Linked DNA regions of Mus musculus: region 1 is linked to region 2. The links are chromatin contacts, called in public Hi-C maps. All regions are on one chromosome and are shown on one strand. Each heading gives the region's core, a stretch centred on a gene start, on an enhancer-like site or on the middle of the called end of the contact. The rest is flanking DNA. Distances are from core to core; before and after follow the strand shown. Region 1 overlaps Gm31579 (predicted gene, 31579). Region 2 overlaps C530044C16Rik (RIKEN cDNA C530044C16 gene).

Region 1 (7,458 bases), core at 148-2,647, 100 kb before region 2:
GCAAAAAAAACAAAAACAAAAACAAAAACAAACAAAAAAAACGTATGTAAAATTTTAGTTCACACTACAGAGAAAAAAATTAAAAAATTAAAGTGGTTATAGTGCACTAGGTGAAGGTTTGAATGTTGCACAGAATGATCTAGAAGTAGCCCTCTAAGATCTGAGGCATTCGGTACTGGCCTGAAAGGAAAGGAATTGAGCCATGCTGCTTATCCAAGTAAAACGGGTTGAAGCAGAGGGATGCGCATGTGTCCATGCCTGGTTGAGGGATGCTTCACGTATTTATGGCTGGAAAATAAAGCCAAAGCAAGAATACTACAGAGCTACTGGGTAACTGACTGAGTGGAGAATTTTCTGGAAAAGGAGCATGAAGGGCCTTCTCGAGGACTGTTTTTATGTTCGGCACAGAGATTACAGTGGTCCTGGTAGGGTTGTGTTAGAGGGGCTGGGAAGCAATTGGATCCCTGCCTGTTCTGAAAGCAGGGCTTGAGGCCAGTGCAGTGTCTCTGTGGGTTAAGATGCTTGCTAGAAAGTCTGACAACTTGAGGTGATTCTGGGGAACCTATGAGATGGAAGGAGAGAGCCAACTCTTGCAAGTTGCCCACTGACCTCCACAGGCCTGCCGTGCCATGTGGGTGCGTCGTGGATGTGTGTGTGTGTGTGTGGAAGGGGCAGGGACTGGAGGAATGTGAGATGCAGTGATCATCATCCACTCTTCTGTCTTGAGCGAAGAGATTGGAGCTTTAGTTCACTGGCATGTGTTGTGTTAGCTACTCAGACATCAATAGTTCACGTAGTTGATACATAACTTTGTATCTTGCCTAGTCCTACCACTTCCAACTTGTTTTCTCAAAAAGAAAATTAAAGGAAGATGAAAATAAGATATACTTCTTTTTCTGCTTCCCCCCAGCTCTACCCTTTTTATGTCAGAAAAAAAAAGTGAGTGAGTTAAGCTGTGTATTTTGAATTTTGCTTGTGACAGAACTTGGCCAGAGGCTGCACTCTATTTGAACTCTATGGCCAGTAGCCAAGAGAAATAAAATCGAATTAATGTTAATTTTCCTAACCCCTTTCTGTGCCTTTTCAGCAAAATAAAACTACCCATGAGTGAACTGGCCAAAAAAAAAAAAAAAAAAAAAAAAAAAAATTTAAAACAGACCCTATACTACTAAATCCAGCCATTGATCTTGCAAAAATATTTTTCTCCACAGTTCTGTTTAGTTATAAATAATAAGGTATTTTACCTTTCTCCTCCTCAGTCAATCTTTATTTGTCTTTATTTCTTTGGAAGACTTGTACACAACATGTGGGTTCGCTCGCACTGGGCTGTGCTGAGTACCCAGGCTTGGCTGGACATTCAGCTGCTAACTTTCTGGGTGTGGAAAGAGCTGTCAGGAGAGACAACCAGCAGAGTTACTCAACTACATCTCAATCGGTTAGCCCTTTCAGTCCGAGAGATCATTAGGAAAGCTCTGGTGTTCAGCATTTCTAGGGGGGAGTATTTCTCGTTTATGAACTTGGCATCAATGGATGTTCTTGTTGCTCTGTTGGTGAGAGCCATCAGCTGCTACCGCTCCTGGGCTGCTCTCTTACCAGTTTATAAAACAGTTGAACTGTGGATAAGAAGAGCAGTAGTCTCTTAGAGGCACAGCCTTTCTCCACAACAAGATGCTCTAAGGCAAAGCCTTATGCTAGGATAGCTCCATGGTGGTTTAGAAGACTCTTACCTGTACCAACCCACTTCCCCAAGCTTAGATCAAAGAACTAAGCAAGCAAAGCAAAGGGAATGCAATCGTCTAAGCAACCCTGATGCCACCACCAGCATCCTATTTTAAGAACCAGGACACCTAGGTCAAGAGAGTGAAGAGGCTGCTCAGAATCATCCAGCAAGAGAGCATCAGAGCTCAGCTTTGCATAGGACATGGCTACAAAGGGCCTTGAGATTGCCATGATGACACAAACACATCTTTTTATACTTGCGCTTGAATCTCTTCTAAATTGAGGTTATGAATTGGGGCAGTGCCCTGTCTGGTCTCACCCAAAGAAGTTGCCTCCTCATAGACTTTCTCTTATGCCCGTTCTCACTGGGGAGATATGAAGTGGATATTTCTGGTCTCTTTGGAGACTCAGTTGTGTCACGTGCTGTTTTTTCTGGAAGCTGTCTTATGAGGCGATGTTTTGCTAAAACAGACACATGGTATTTTTCTGGAAACTGTTTTGTGAAAGGGCATGTGGTGTTTTGCTGCAGTAGACGCTTGAGAGGGCGTGCGATGTTTAGAAAGAATATAAACAGAACTCCACAGACAGTAGGAGGACACTCTTGCATTGGTTCACCTTGCCACGTTCCCCTGGTCTTTGCTGATGATGCTCTTGCATTGGCACACCTTGTGGCATTAAGCTGGTCTTCATTTATGTTCACTTGTGAGTTCATAGTGAGTAACTCACGGAAGAACTCCTTGTGGTATGCCAGCTGCCTCTCAGACTTGTGCCAATTTTGGGGAGCCTCAAGGTTATTATGGATTGAGCCTTTGCGGCTGATGTGTGTTTGGTGACACTATTGGACTCCACTGCTGGTATCCTGACAATGAAAATTAGAATTTCCCCAAGAACTACTTCCAAACAGGTCCACACACCCTTTGTCCTATTAACCATCTTCCTCCCCTACCTTTGTTTGGTGGGCTATAAGGGAGATTGAAACATTTAAGAATCTTTATTAAAGTAGGTTTTGAAAAAAGCAGTGCCTACAAAGATGAGGGTGGGTGGAGAAGAACCATAAGACATGCAGTGGAGCATCACAGAAATGTGAGCAGGGCAGTGAGCAAGAGCTGTGAAGCAGAGAGCCTTCCTTCTATCTATCTTGACCCCTTGAGAGCTATTCCTACTGAGAACCCAGTTGGAAGTCCTCTGCAGAACCTATTTGATAGGGTGTCCTTGCTGTGTGTTTCCATCTCTGCCCACGAGGTGTGGTAACCAGCTGCCAACCATTGTAAGTGTTCTCTGAGGACACATGGGAATATGATGTTCTATATATCTCACTAGGGATGTTGGTCCATCTCACTCATTCCTTCTTGACTTACAGTTTTTCCTCAAGCCCCTGAAATGGTTACAAAGAACTTTTGAAGGGACCTAGTGTCAGGTCCATCCTCATCTTGGGAGAATTGTTTTATTTTATTTCATTAAAAATATTTTTGTTTCTGTAGACCAATATTTGAGAAGCTATGAACATACATTCACAGACTCTAAGCTTTCCCAGTGTGTAGAAAGCATTAGGTTGTCACCACCTGACAATTCCAATCACAATTCAAAGCTTGAACTGACAGCTAGAGTCTGTTGGGTCAAGTTTAAACATATCATGTCACAGTCCAGAAATAAGCTTTTTTGAGTTGTGCGTCTTGACTGTTTATCTTGCCGCTCAGCTAGATGGTTCATTTCTATTTCCTCCTCACAGTCCTCGGTCCTCATCTCAGCTCAATGCTTTATTTCATTATGAAAATCGGGCAGTCCAGAGGGAACTTTCACAGGCTACAGTGGCTGTATTCTCCTACCAGACGCACCTATTCCTGGGTGCCACACGTCCCAGGTTGCCATAAATGAGCTGTCTGGGATAAATGCTTCAATGACATGTGGAGTACTGGCCATTCTTTCTCACTCAAAACAGGCTTCAGTGCCTGCTATCTTTTCTTAAGTACAAACTATCCCCTGCCCAGCCTTGTCCCATTCACACACAAATCTACTGTAATCCCCCACACAAGGTTAGGCAGACCCTTTTCTTCAGCTCACATCATTCCCTTCTCACGGCCAGTTTTACCATCTCTGGTTATGTCAAACCCCCTGAAACTGATAACCTGACTTCTCCCTTTCATCTCGCTCCACTCTCCTATGAATGCCCTCTAACCTGGGTTCTACCTACACCACTCTGTGGGAATAGCTCCAGTCAAGGTACCAATGAACAGCATGGGTTTCAGCAAAGACTTGCCTACCCAGCGTTGCTTAACAAAGGTTCCCCAGAGGCTCTTCTGAACAATCAAGCAGGCTTCCCAAGAGAAGGGGAAAAAATCCCCCAACTGCTTCCCAGATTTGAATCCATTGCATGTGGAGCCCTACATGGCATGACAACTTTTTGACAAGAGTGAGCCACACAAAGAAAAACATAAGCAGATCTCTAGGTCTGTATATTCAAGGGGGGCATGGGCAATTATTGTTCAGTGAATCTGGACTATTGCCTTGTATATGTTAAGGGTGTGCTCTATCACTAAGCTACATCCATATCTGTTGTTGGTTCTTGTTCTGCGATGTGATCAAACTGCTGCCCTTTTAGGCTACACAGCACACCATCCCTGGCCATGGGCTCTCGGGGGAGGTGACTGTGGACAATACAGCTTTGTGAACTCGTGAGCCTTGGAAAACAGCAGTAGAGAGAATGATTTTGAAAGACTCAGGGTGTATTGCGGTGAGGTATGCACACCCTCCTGCCAACCAGGAGGAAAGGGGTTTCCATTCTTATTTTATGAACTTGGGCTATTTCTCCTTTGTCTTCTCATGGGGTAGTCATCATTCCATTTCCTTCTAGAATGAAAAGGTGATTTATTTCCTTAGAAGAGGTCTGAATAAGGGCAAGAGGCAATGTAAGTGCAGCTAAGCTCAAGGTAAATCAGTCATTCAGAGGAAACTATTTTATACTAATTCTTTTTTAAAAAATAATTTATACTTATCAATGAACTTACTTCCACCTTTTAATTTTTTAATGAGGTTATAAATTTTAGAAATTCAATGAGGTTTTTAAAACTTAGTCACAAGATTTTGATAGTATGAAACAATATTTATTTCAGATACTAATATATATAAATATATATTAGATTATATAATAAATAGATGAGTTATGATATAATATATAATACATAATATATAACTAATAATACATAATATAATATATACTACATAATATATATGAACTATATATAGTATTATATATAATACTATTAATATTTTATAAAATATATGTGTAGTATATATGGTATTATACTTATACATTATGTATATTATACTATTACATATGTACTATATATATTATATATTATGTGTTATATTTTTAAATAATATACTCAGAATTGTTATTGATCTCTTTGGGTTGCTGTATGTATCAAAAGCTTATGTTGCACTTTTGTCATACATTCAGACTACTATATTAGCAATTGAGATGTCACTATCTAGTGTCATTTGTAATTAGACCTGCATTTGAACTTCCAGTCTACTGATGAGTGAACTGAAGTTTGTTACCATGGAGGAATGGGGCTTACTGGATTGCTCTTCATGGCTTGCTCATCCTCATCCTGCTTTCTTATATATCCTAGAACCTCCTGTCCTGGGTGGATTCATCCCCCCTATGAGGGGAGATCCACTCCAGGTCGTCTCCATGGGCCAGGGCCTGCTCTGACTAAAGGGGACAGGAGAAATCCAGAAGAGTTATGATATTCTCTCTCTCTCTCTCTCTCTCTCTCTCTCTCTCTCTCTCTCTCTCTCTCTCTCTCTCTCCCCTTCCTGACCACCATGGCATAAGTTTCTGTGATACACCTCATTTACCACGATTTATTAGGCCCTCGGAGACCATAAAACGGTAGCACAGGGCCCAGGAGGTCAGTGGTTAGTAGTGTTGAATGCCCAGAATAGAGGAGAAAGTTTCCTTGCATGGATTCTTTCTGTTTTGTTTTGTTTTGTTTTTCATTTACTGCTAAGTAGGAGGTCAGAGAAGCTCTTAGCATATCACCAGCAATGACAAAGCCCTGGTCCCTGCCTGGTCTCCTGTGTGGCATTATGTGGCCCCTTTCTCTTTCTCTGCCCTCATAATGACATAATGACTGACTGCACCATCCCCTCCCAACCCTTGGGTCAAGTTAAACCCTGGAGTCAAGCGTTTCATCTGATCTTTGTGAGAGCTTCAGGGTGTGGTCTTTATAAGTGTACGGTCAGCCAGAACCATCAGGATATAAAGAAATTTGAGGAGATTTCAATATTTACTTTATTATTTTCACCATAGTATTAGAAGACAAAAAAAAGAAAATGTAGATTAGAAACACCCTATCCTTAGAACTAAGACTCTGGGGCATCCTTTCTGGGAGTAAATAGCCAGTAGGAATCTTTAATTTCTCCTAAGGGAAAGTAAGACATGTTGTAACTCTGCCAAGATGCACAAAATGCCTATGGTGAAAAGACCCTTGGTTCCGCAGACAAGACCAAATGTTCCTACACAAACATCAAATAAATGTTCCAGTGCTTGAGGAAAGGATGAGAGAACACGGGCAGGAGACACAGGATCAGGGAGCAAGTTCTGTCTTCTTCACTGTGAGCCTGGTCATCTTCTTCCCGGGTTAGTTCTCCCACTGTCTTCTCACGCCATGGCTGACAGACTTCATCAGTATCCCTAACTCTTCATCCATTTTGTATCTATGTCCTCGTCTCTGGCACTCTGTGACATCAGAAGTGAATTCTGCTTCGCCATCTCCTGACCTGACCACATGGTTCGCTTGGTCAGCAGGATGTTGGATGAGTGCTAGCTGTGGATTCAAGCCCAGGTTTTGGCTTCTCTTTCTCTTGATGTGCTACCTCAGGGGCTGGCTTGAAGCAAGATGAGGGGCCAAGTAGGAGAGAGCTTCCCATGGCAGCGCTCTAGGCCAGGGATCCTGCCAGCCAGCACACTAGTTGATCATAGAAGCTTGAGAAAAATTCCACCGAGATCCATGAAGACCCCCTGCAGAACAGCTAACACAAGGACAAACTTGGGCAACACCATCAATCTGCACTGATTAATCCCCAAAGTTTAGAAAGCACATCACAGAGAAGCTAACTATTGTGTGTGACCAAGTCCTTTGTCTGTCCTCCTGCCCTTCCCGCTCCACAAAAGGTTAAGGCAGCTTGATTCTGGTGAGTAAATTAGGAAGGGGCTTGCGTTGCTGAGATGGGGCCTCTCGCCTCTTTCATCTGAGGATGTGTGATCTCTATTTATGGAATATTAACTCGCCCAAAGTGACTCCATTTGATCTACGAGAAGCGTTTTCCATCGTAACAAACCGTTCCTCTTACCCAGAGCGCGATTCCTCTGTGCTCCCAGGGCTGAAGGTCATTGCTAATTGGCACGGCTGCTCAAATCTTTTCTGGGCATCACTTCACAGACAAATCTTTGCAAAGTGGGAGACCTGAGGGAAACAGCAAGATTCTGATCACCATTTGAAAATAACTTCATTGGCTTGCCCCAGGCCTTGTTTGTCAGGGATAAAATAAAGGATAGGAGCTCAGAAACCGAGGTGGCTATGCCATAAAGCCAGCTTGCCCTTAATAGGTGCTCTGAGCCTGCCTGGTTTCTTGTCCAGACATTGGCAAATCTGTTAATGAGAACTGTGCCACTCCCTCCTCACATCAGGGCTATTGGGGAGAAGGATTACCTGTTTCTTTTCCCATCCTCTA
Region 2 (7,415 bases), core at 4,406-6,905:
GGTGGAAAGCAGGCGTGACCATGGACTGACAGAAAGGAGGCCTTCAGAATCCACCATGCTTCCTGCCCTGCCTGTGCACATGGTGTGCAGGTTCTGAGGTTCCATTCTCCTTGGATGTTCTTGTTGGATAACTTAGGAAGTCGGGAAGTAGCCTTTTATGGATGAGGAAGCCGGAGTGGTGATGCTAGTGAATGAAAAACAGCCACAGCGACGCTGTGTTGCCTGGGCAGTGGTGTGTGGTAACAACCATGGTGCTTAAAAGCAATAGGGGACCCAGTTCTGGTGATACCCAAGTGTTTCGTTGTCTGTGCTCACACTCAAGAAGGCACTGGAATAGAGCTAGTCACTGAGGGTTCAACACCTAGAGACACACTGGAGACATTCTGACACTGTTCCTAGGGCCTGCAGAGGCAGTCATGGTATGAAGTGATATCAGGACTCCTGGGCCTCCACTCTCTGGCATTCACACCCTGTGCAGCTCCTTTCACACCACACCAGAGTGATCCGTATAAAAGAATGTGACCAAAAGGCTAGCGTGTTCAAAATCTGAAGCCCTGGTCTCTACCTTGGGTTCTTTCTCTCCTGAATTACTATACTAAGCAAATGCAGCCTGCGTGCTGTGAGGTCAGCTGGGCGGGCTCTCTGGAAGCCATCAGAGTGGAGGAATGAATTTCCAGTAGGCAGCTAGGGACAAGCAATTGCTTTCCCACAATCACCTGACTGGATGTGAAGGAAGATCCCTCCCTAGGCACGTCTTCAGATGACTGCAGCACTCCTCCATCGGGTGGCTGCTGTTTCAAGGAAGGTTGCGAGCCAAAACTAACAGCTTAGCTGCTTCAAGCATTTCCGAGCAATGGTGAGACTCTAGAAGCTTCGTGTTATCACCTGCCAACTGTGGAGGTATTTGTTACACAGCAAGTGATAACTGATACATGTTACCTGCCGCTGATGATCTATCTGCTTTAGGGTATGAATGAGAACTGTCAAAGGGCAGGGACTGTCATTTCATGACTCATTCATTGCTGTCCTGCTGAGAAAGACGCTTGTCACACAAGAAGTGCATCTCATATACAGATGGTTATATTGTTAATGGCCCTCAAAAGCTGTTTTGCTCTGAAGGAGAAAGAGCCTGTGATGACTTCAGATCTCAGAGTGGAACTGGATCCCGGTAATCTGATCTTGCCATCACCAATTGTCAGCTGTGTTACTTCTGATCTAGTTGTGCCTCACCTTTCCCATCTGTAAAACTGGGTTATTAGCAGATCTACTCACTGGGCTGCTGTGAGGTTAGGTGAGTTTTGACATCAAGTACGACAGCTCCTGGTACAGGATGCATGCTCTAGAAGTACTTACTGGTATTAGCAGGGATTCAGCGACAACCAAGTAAACTAAAAACGACCATATGTAGCAGATCCCCTGATACTAGTGCCTGAGCCCTCTTTCTGTGGGAGGTGGGGTGGGAGCAGCCATCCAAGACCGTGTAGACAGGAAGTGGAGAGTCGGCGTGGGCTTCACAGCTGTGCATGATTCGACTGATAGAAAGAGAGGAGACGAATGAATGAGCACACGGGCTTGGCGGGGACAAATCCTTCCTACTGATGATTTAGGTAATGCTGGCATGGGTGTTTGGAAGATGAGATCATTGGCTTTTAACAAATGCATTTAAAATTTTTATTTATTTATTTTACAGGCTATGTGTGTGTGTGTGTGTGTGTGTGTGTGAGAGAGAGAGAGAGAGAGAGAGAGCGCCAAGTTCATGCTAAGTATGCGCTTGCCCAGTGAGACGCGTGTCCAGCCCGTTTGTGTTATTCACTTAGATCTCTGAGAGCATCACAAAGCCTGTGTGTGAGACCATTGTGCTTGCTCTGTAGGCATGAACTTGAAACTCACAGGATTGAAAGAGTCTGCTGGGTACCATGCAGCCCGTAAGTCCTGGGACCCCCATCTGAAACTCCATTTAAGTCTTCAGTTTGGCCTGTTGTTCAAGGTGGTGCATACCTGGTGATGGAGAGGGCTGCAGGTAGTCAGCAGGTGTCCCTGACAGGAAGTCTGCTCCGAGCACGTTTCTCTAGCCAGTTTTTCCCTGAGATAGACCACAGCAGATCAGAGTCAGGGACCTTTGTGGAGGCCTGGTGCCCTGACCAAGAGGAAAGGGTCAGGTAGCAGTAAGCGCATCCTGACATGGGGTTCCTCTGACACGCTTTAATTGTTGCTGATGGTCTCAAGCAGCTACAGGCCTGGCTGCTCCTTAAGGGGATTTGTATTTGCCGTGGGCGTGGTGAAGTGGGAGACTCTGGCTGTAGAGTGGGGAACGTTAATGATATTGCTTTAGCCTAGTATTCACTCTCCCTGACTATGCAAAGGAAGACAGCCAGGAAGTAATGCCAGAGTAGAGCACACACCACTGGTCGGACTTAGGAAATGATAAAGAGAAGGCATGGCCTTTCCTAATTCCTCTCATGCCAAGGGCTGTTAGAAAACAGCCAAACTACTCAGAAGACAGAAGATGCTAGTTGGACACTCTCAAGGGACACATTAGTAATTGAAAGAAGGGGGCCCAAAGGCAAGGTGTGGTGCCACATACCTCTAATCCCAGAGTTCAGGACGCTGAGATGGGAGGACAGTAACTTCACTGCCAACCTGTGCTACATAGAGAGTTCTAGGCCAGCCTGTGCTACATGCAGAGTTTTAGGCCAACATGTGCTACATAGAGAGTTCTAAGACAGCTTGTGCTACATAGACAGTTTTAGACTAGCCTGTGCTATAGAGAGTTCTAGGTCAGCTGGAGCTGCACGGGAAGAGCCCATCTTAAAATACAGAGAAAGAAAGGAAGACAGAGGGGGTGGGGAACTAAATCACTCAAGCAATGCACACATCCCCTCACTCTTGAAACAACTCTGAAGGGAATCTCCCACCATTCCTTCTGTTCTTCACCAGGGGAAAATCTCAAGCATAAAAGAGTATAAGGAAATTCCCTAAAGTCACGTTGACAGAAAAAGGCAAAGCCATGTCTAGCTCCAGGTTTGGCTAAGTGTAGACTTGGTGCTCTCAACCATTTCCGCCATTTTTGATGCTGCTGTCCTGTGGTTTACATGTCACATGCAAACATGAACTTATCGTCTATCTAAAAATAGTTTCCTCTCAGCTTGCTGGCTTTGTCGCGGTACTGACTCCTCACCATGGGGATTCTCAGCCACAGTTTACTAACCACACAGTGTCCAATTAGACGTCACAATTTCTATCCAAATAATTTTCCTGAGTTGGCAAGACCAGGCCAAGTTCTCGCCTGGGGATAGCCAGTCCCTACATAGGAAAGGGAGCCAGCGCCATCTCCACCTGGCTTGTCACAGCAGAGCACAGACCCAGAAACCATCCCTCTCACATCCCTTCACAACAGAGATCTGCTCTGCTCCATCCAGCTGCCGGCTGCTTACAGTTCGCCTTAGGCAATCTGCTGCAATTTTCCATGTCCCGATCTTATCCTCTATTAAAAAAAAAAAAAAAAGATGGGAAATATAATGAGCTGAAAGAATTCTGATAGCAGATGCAGACATCAAATTACACAGGTAGTAATCACACAGATTAGAAAACGTAATGAATACAGTATTCAAGCTGAATGCAGACAGTAAATGTTTCAGTCTGATACAAGCTACTTGTTAATAAAGTGAGATAACAATTGTCGCCTTATTAAAACTAGAGTCGCCTCTGTTTTCTTAGGGGACACATGTCACCCAGACCTCTGGACTGAAATGAACTGAAACTACACAGAGGACCGAATGGGCCTGGCCCACGTCCTCAGTTTCTGACTGCACTGCACAGCTCTGCAATTATTCATTACAGGCTGTTTTAGAAATTTGTCCTCACGTCCCTGGGCTCTTTTGTGAAAAATGCATTATTCATGGTATGTTATACACAGAATGGTACTGATTTGGGAGTCAGGAAACCTGGGTGTTAGTTCCAACTTCCGTCGTTAGATGTTGGGGCCTTGACTAAGGAAGAGTGTCGTGGGAATATTAAGTGGTCTGCTCCAGGGGTAAGGAGTGAGGGGGCATGTTGTCTACAGAGAACGTCAAACAACAATAAAATTGACTGAAGTCAGTCTGCTTTTTATTATCACCACGTGCCATCCATACAATGAAAAGATGTTCCTAACCCCTCAAATCACTTGGTCTGTGTTTGAAGGAATGCATTTTAACAAATAAATAAATTAGTAAGTACATTTGCTTCAAATTAGCACATTTATATTATTTAAAACAAACATATTTCACAAGGAGATAAATTTACAAATCGCACGGTCATGCACACAAAGGCAACGACAGACAACGTGCACAGGATACTTATGGTGGTTTGGAGCCATGAAAGATCCTTGGAGTTCTGTCTTTGGCCGTATGTCCTGACACACTCTTAAATAATAGATGTGGGATAAACAGTGCTTGCCGGGATTACAAAGACAAGACACAGAACTTGAGTTGATTCAAATCTGTTATTCTCTTCGACAACCTGGAAGTTTTAACCTACAGCGTCCAAGCCCAAACAGCGTGACTTGTGAGGTAGAAGGTCTTTGTTTGGTGAGTTAGACATTTCAGTTCCTTCAGGAAATACTGAATGAATTTTGAATGATAGTTTTAGATGGAGATCCACGTTGCTTTCAAACTAAAGGGGAAAAAAATCAATAAACAAAGGATAACAATAGGTCAAGATCCATCCCATCACTGACAACTTAGTGTGCTCTATAGAGGAGGGTGGCACTAAAGTGATCTGCCGGGACTGTCACAGAGGCTAGGTGACACCGGGCATGTGTTTCTGCCCGTGTACAGCTTGTCTCAGAGTAGAATATCACTTTTCAGGGAAGGTCCTCGGCAGCACTGGTTCTGCCAAGCTTCTCCACCAACAGTTCTAGTTTTAAGTAGGAAATACTGAACCTCCTGTGTCTTCTTGGACATGTGTGCTTGGATTCATGGCTTTAAGGACTCTCACCTAGATTTTAGAGAAAAAAAATATACATTAAACTCAATTATACCCAAGAACCACCAGATCCCTACTTTCTATTCTTAGAGAAAGAGGAGAGTTTTCATTTTGGAGTTGGGAGAGGAGCACTGGTGAGTGATGTTTAGAAAGGAAACATCTTTTGCCATCCTGGAGCCTTTCGGATGAACTTTGGGTTGAGTCTGTGGTTCTCAGATCTGTTGCATGTTGAATCCTCTGGGCAGCTTTGTTGAAAGTCCCACATCCTGGCTGCAGTCTAAAGCGATGACATCCACGTCCATGGGTGTGACCTCTGCATCATTGAGTCTAACATGCAGCTCAGTTGGAGCAGGCATGAGTTTTCTGTATCTTTGGGTCCTTCGCAGATATCAGCATGGATCTCCAGAACTCTGTGTCTCCACCACAACTCACTCCTAAGAACAACTGGGGGCAGGAAGACAAAAAGTTCCATGACCTGCTAGCCCAGCCACACTACAGTGCCAGGCAAAGGGCCTGCTGAGGAGCCCTACTTCCCAGACTACCTTGGTGACCTGAACCAGCGAGGTTGTCTGGAGCCTGTCAGAAAAGAGGATGCCATTAATAATAATAAAAAACAAATGGTCCCGTCAGCCAAAACCCCAGAGAAGTTGAGAAACGGGCTATTTGTGCATGAAGATGGTACCCAGATGCCTTGGATTGTGAGAAAAGCCAGAGTAGAGCAGGCGTGCAGCTGGTTCCCCCATTTCCAGGCTGATTTGTCGATTAACCTCCTGGAATTTTGAGCAGCGGCTCGTTGAGCCTGCTTCTCTCAATAGCCCACATAGGCCTTGCCTCTGGGACACAGTGTGCATTAAAAAGTTAACATTTATCACAGAGTTCAGCGCTCCATCAATATCTCATTGAACAGAGCAAAACAGCTCAGCTTCAGTGAGGCAAACCTTGCGGGAAGATAAATGCTAACATTTTCTTGAAAGCCTCGGCAATTATTCAAAGGCCCACCCCCGTGTCCCACCCTTCACCCCAGGTCTCTTCTCTCTCCTTTTGCCAGGATCTGCACCTACAATCCTTATTCGGCAAAATTCCCAGAGCCATTTTCTGTTTCTCAAACCCGTGGGCAGCGCCGCCGACATCAGCGGATGATCTGTGAGTTTTATCAGCAGCAGAATCGAGTTCTTGAGAACATAGTCTGGCTAGTACTGATTTCACAAACTGTTCCCAAACGGAGCGGCTGTTCCCTGACAACCCCACTTGGAATGAGAGATGCGAATCCTGAGGCCACATAGTTGCCCCCGAAGGCAACTCTGTATCACTCTTGTTCATAACAAAGGCTGTGCTTCCTGTAATGACTATAGAAATAAGTAGCATGGAGTCAGAGGAAGTTTGTCTGCACCCTGAGCATGCTTGCAGTGCGTACAGAGGCAAGCAATGCCGACTGCTTGTTGGACTCAGTCCTCCTCCTCCAGCAGGTAACTCTGTATCATCCCAGCTAGGCCTCCCGCTGCATTCAGTGGTGAATACTCCCTTTAGAAAGGCTGTTAATGCTTGTAACATCTTCTGCAAGTCCTATGCATTTAACCAGTTAGAGTTGGTCACTAACGTCCCACCCGCCAAATCCCATCTGGGGCTCTTTGCATTCATCTGCCATCTTGAAGTAATCTAGCATATGACTACTTCCAGTATGTTTGCTGCAGAATAGTAAGATCAGTTATACACAGAGACATTTTGTGGGGCCAGTAAGATGGTTCAGTGGGTAAAACCCTTCCCATACAAAGCCTGACAGGTTGAGTTCTAGCGGCTGGGGAGACAGGAGATGGATGTACCCTCAGTCACTTGGGACATCTAGTAGCCTGAGCTCTGAGTCTCACCCAATAGCTATGTAACACTCATGATGTCTATCGGGAGCACAGGAACCCCAGCCTCCTTATCAAATATGTCTATTGCAAGAGGCCAGCCCAGAGGCTGGAAGGATTTCATGACATGTAGCGTGTAAATTGCCCAGTAAACTTGGCATAACCCCAAACCCCCCAAACTTCTGGTCAGAACCCAGCTGCTAGGTGAGGAGCCCCTGCCTCATGGTTTGAGTGAATTTGAGACTTCATAGCTGGAAACTCACTGACTGAGAAAAGGGAATCATTTTCCCTTTAAACCTGACAGGTCCCAGACATCAGCTCCATCTACCCACTCTGAAATTATAGTATCATGATCCTACACAAAGGCTTGGGAATATGATGCTATATTTAGGTAAAGATCAAGTTAAATAATTCCATCAGACAATCTTAGAGTGGAGGCCTTATTTTTGAAGTACAGAAAGATGAATTTAAAGAGATCAAAGCTGACCAAATCTGCATTCAAACCACAAAGGATCTTACCTCTCTGCAGACTGACTTTCCTACCTTCCTTCTTTCCTTCCTTCCTTCTTCCCTCCCTCTCTCTCTGTATCTCTCTCTGTG

What was found. A called contact is a pair of places that touch in the nucleus more often than the background predicts.
Region 1: a Hi-C map of uterus shows a contact between it and region 2, with 4 times the contacts expected there. The contact joins two enhancer-like sites. A contact is called at or near these places in 1 of 15 datasets of contacts at CTCF or cohesin (large pre-B cells), 17 of 484 Hi-C or Micro-C datasets (bone marrow-derived dendritic cells, bone marrow-derived macrophages, cardiomyocytes and 10 more), 9 of 115 datasets of contacts at active chromatin or transcription factors (the 230-238 cell line, acute myeloid leukemia, craniofacial prominence and 5 more) and 4 of 9 other capture datasets (adipose tissue, embryonic tail, liver and 1 more).

What each region holds. Positions count from the first base shown.
Region 1 is chr6:50,909,275-50,916,732 of GRCm38.p6, reverse strand. Gm31579 (predicted gene, 31579) reads right to left here. Exons shown (of 3, transcript NR_157241.1): 2 at 7,078-7,190; 3 at 6,309-6,756. Among named protein-coding and RNA genes, the nearest start is that of Gm31631, 4.0 kb to the right of the region's middle. Within about 2 kb of position 1,397, at least 4 of the 459 cell types and tissues checked have an H3K27ac peak or open chromatin away from gene starts, as enhancers often do. A contact at or near this core is called in uterus, where this site is marked.
Region 2 is chr6:50,811,706-50,819,120 of GRCm38.p6, reverse strand. It overlaps C530044C16Rik (RIKEN cDNA C530044C16 gene), which reads right to left. Exons shown (of 5, transcript NR_045984.1): 5 at 4,227-4,977. Gm31455 (a long non-coding RNA gene) reads left to right here. Exons shown (of 5, transcript XR_869068.3): 2 at 6,014-6,108. Among named protein-coding and RNA genes, the nearest start is that of Gm31455, 6.8 kb to the left of the region's middle. Within about 2 kb of position 5,655, at least 11 of the 459 cell types and tissues checked have an H3K27ac peak or open chromatin away from gene starts, as enhancers often do. A contact at or near this core is called in uterus, where this site is marked.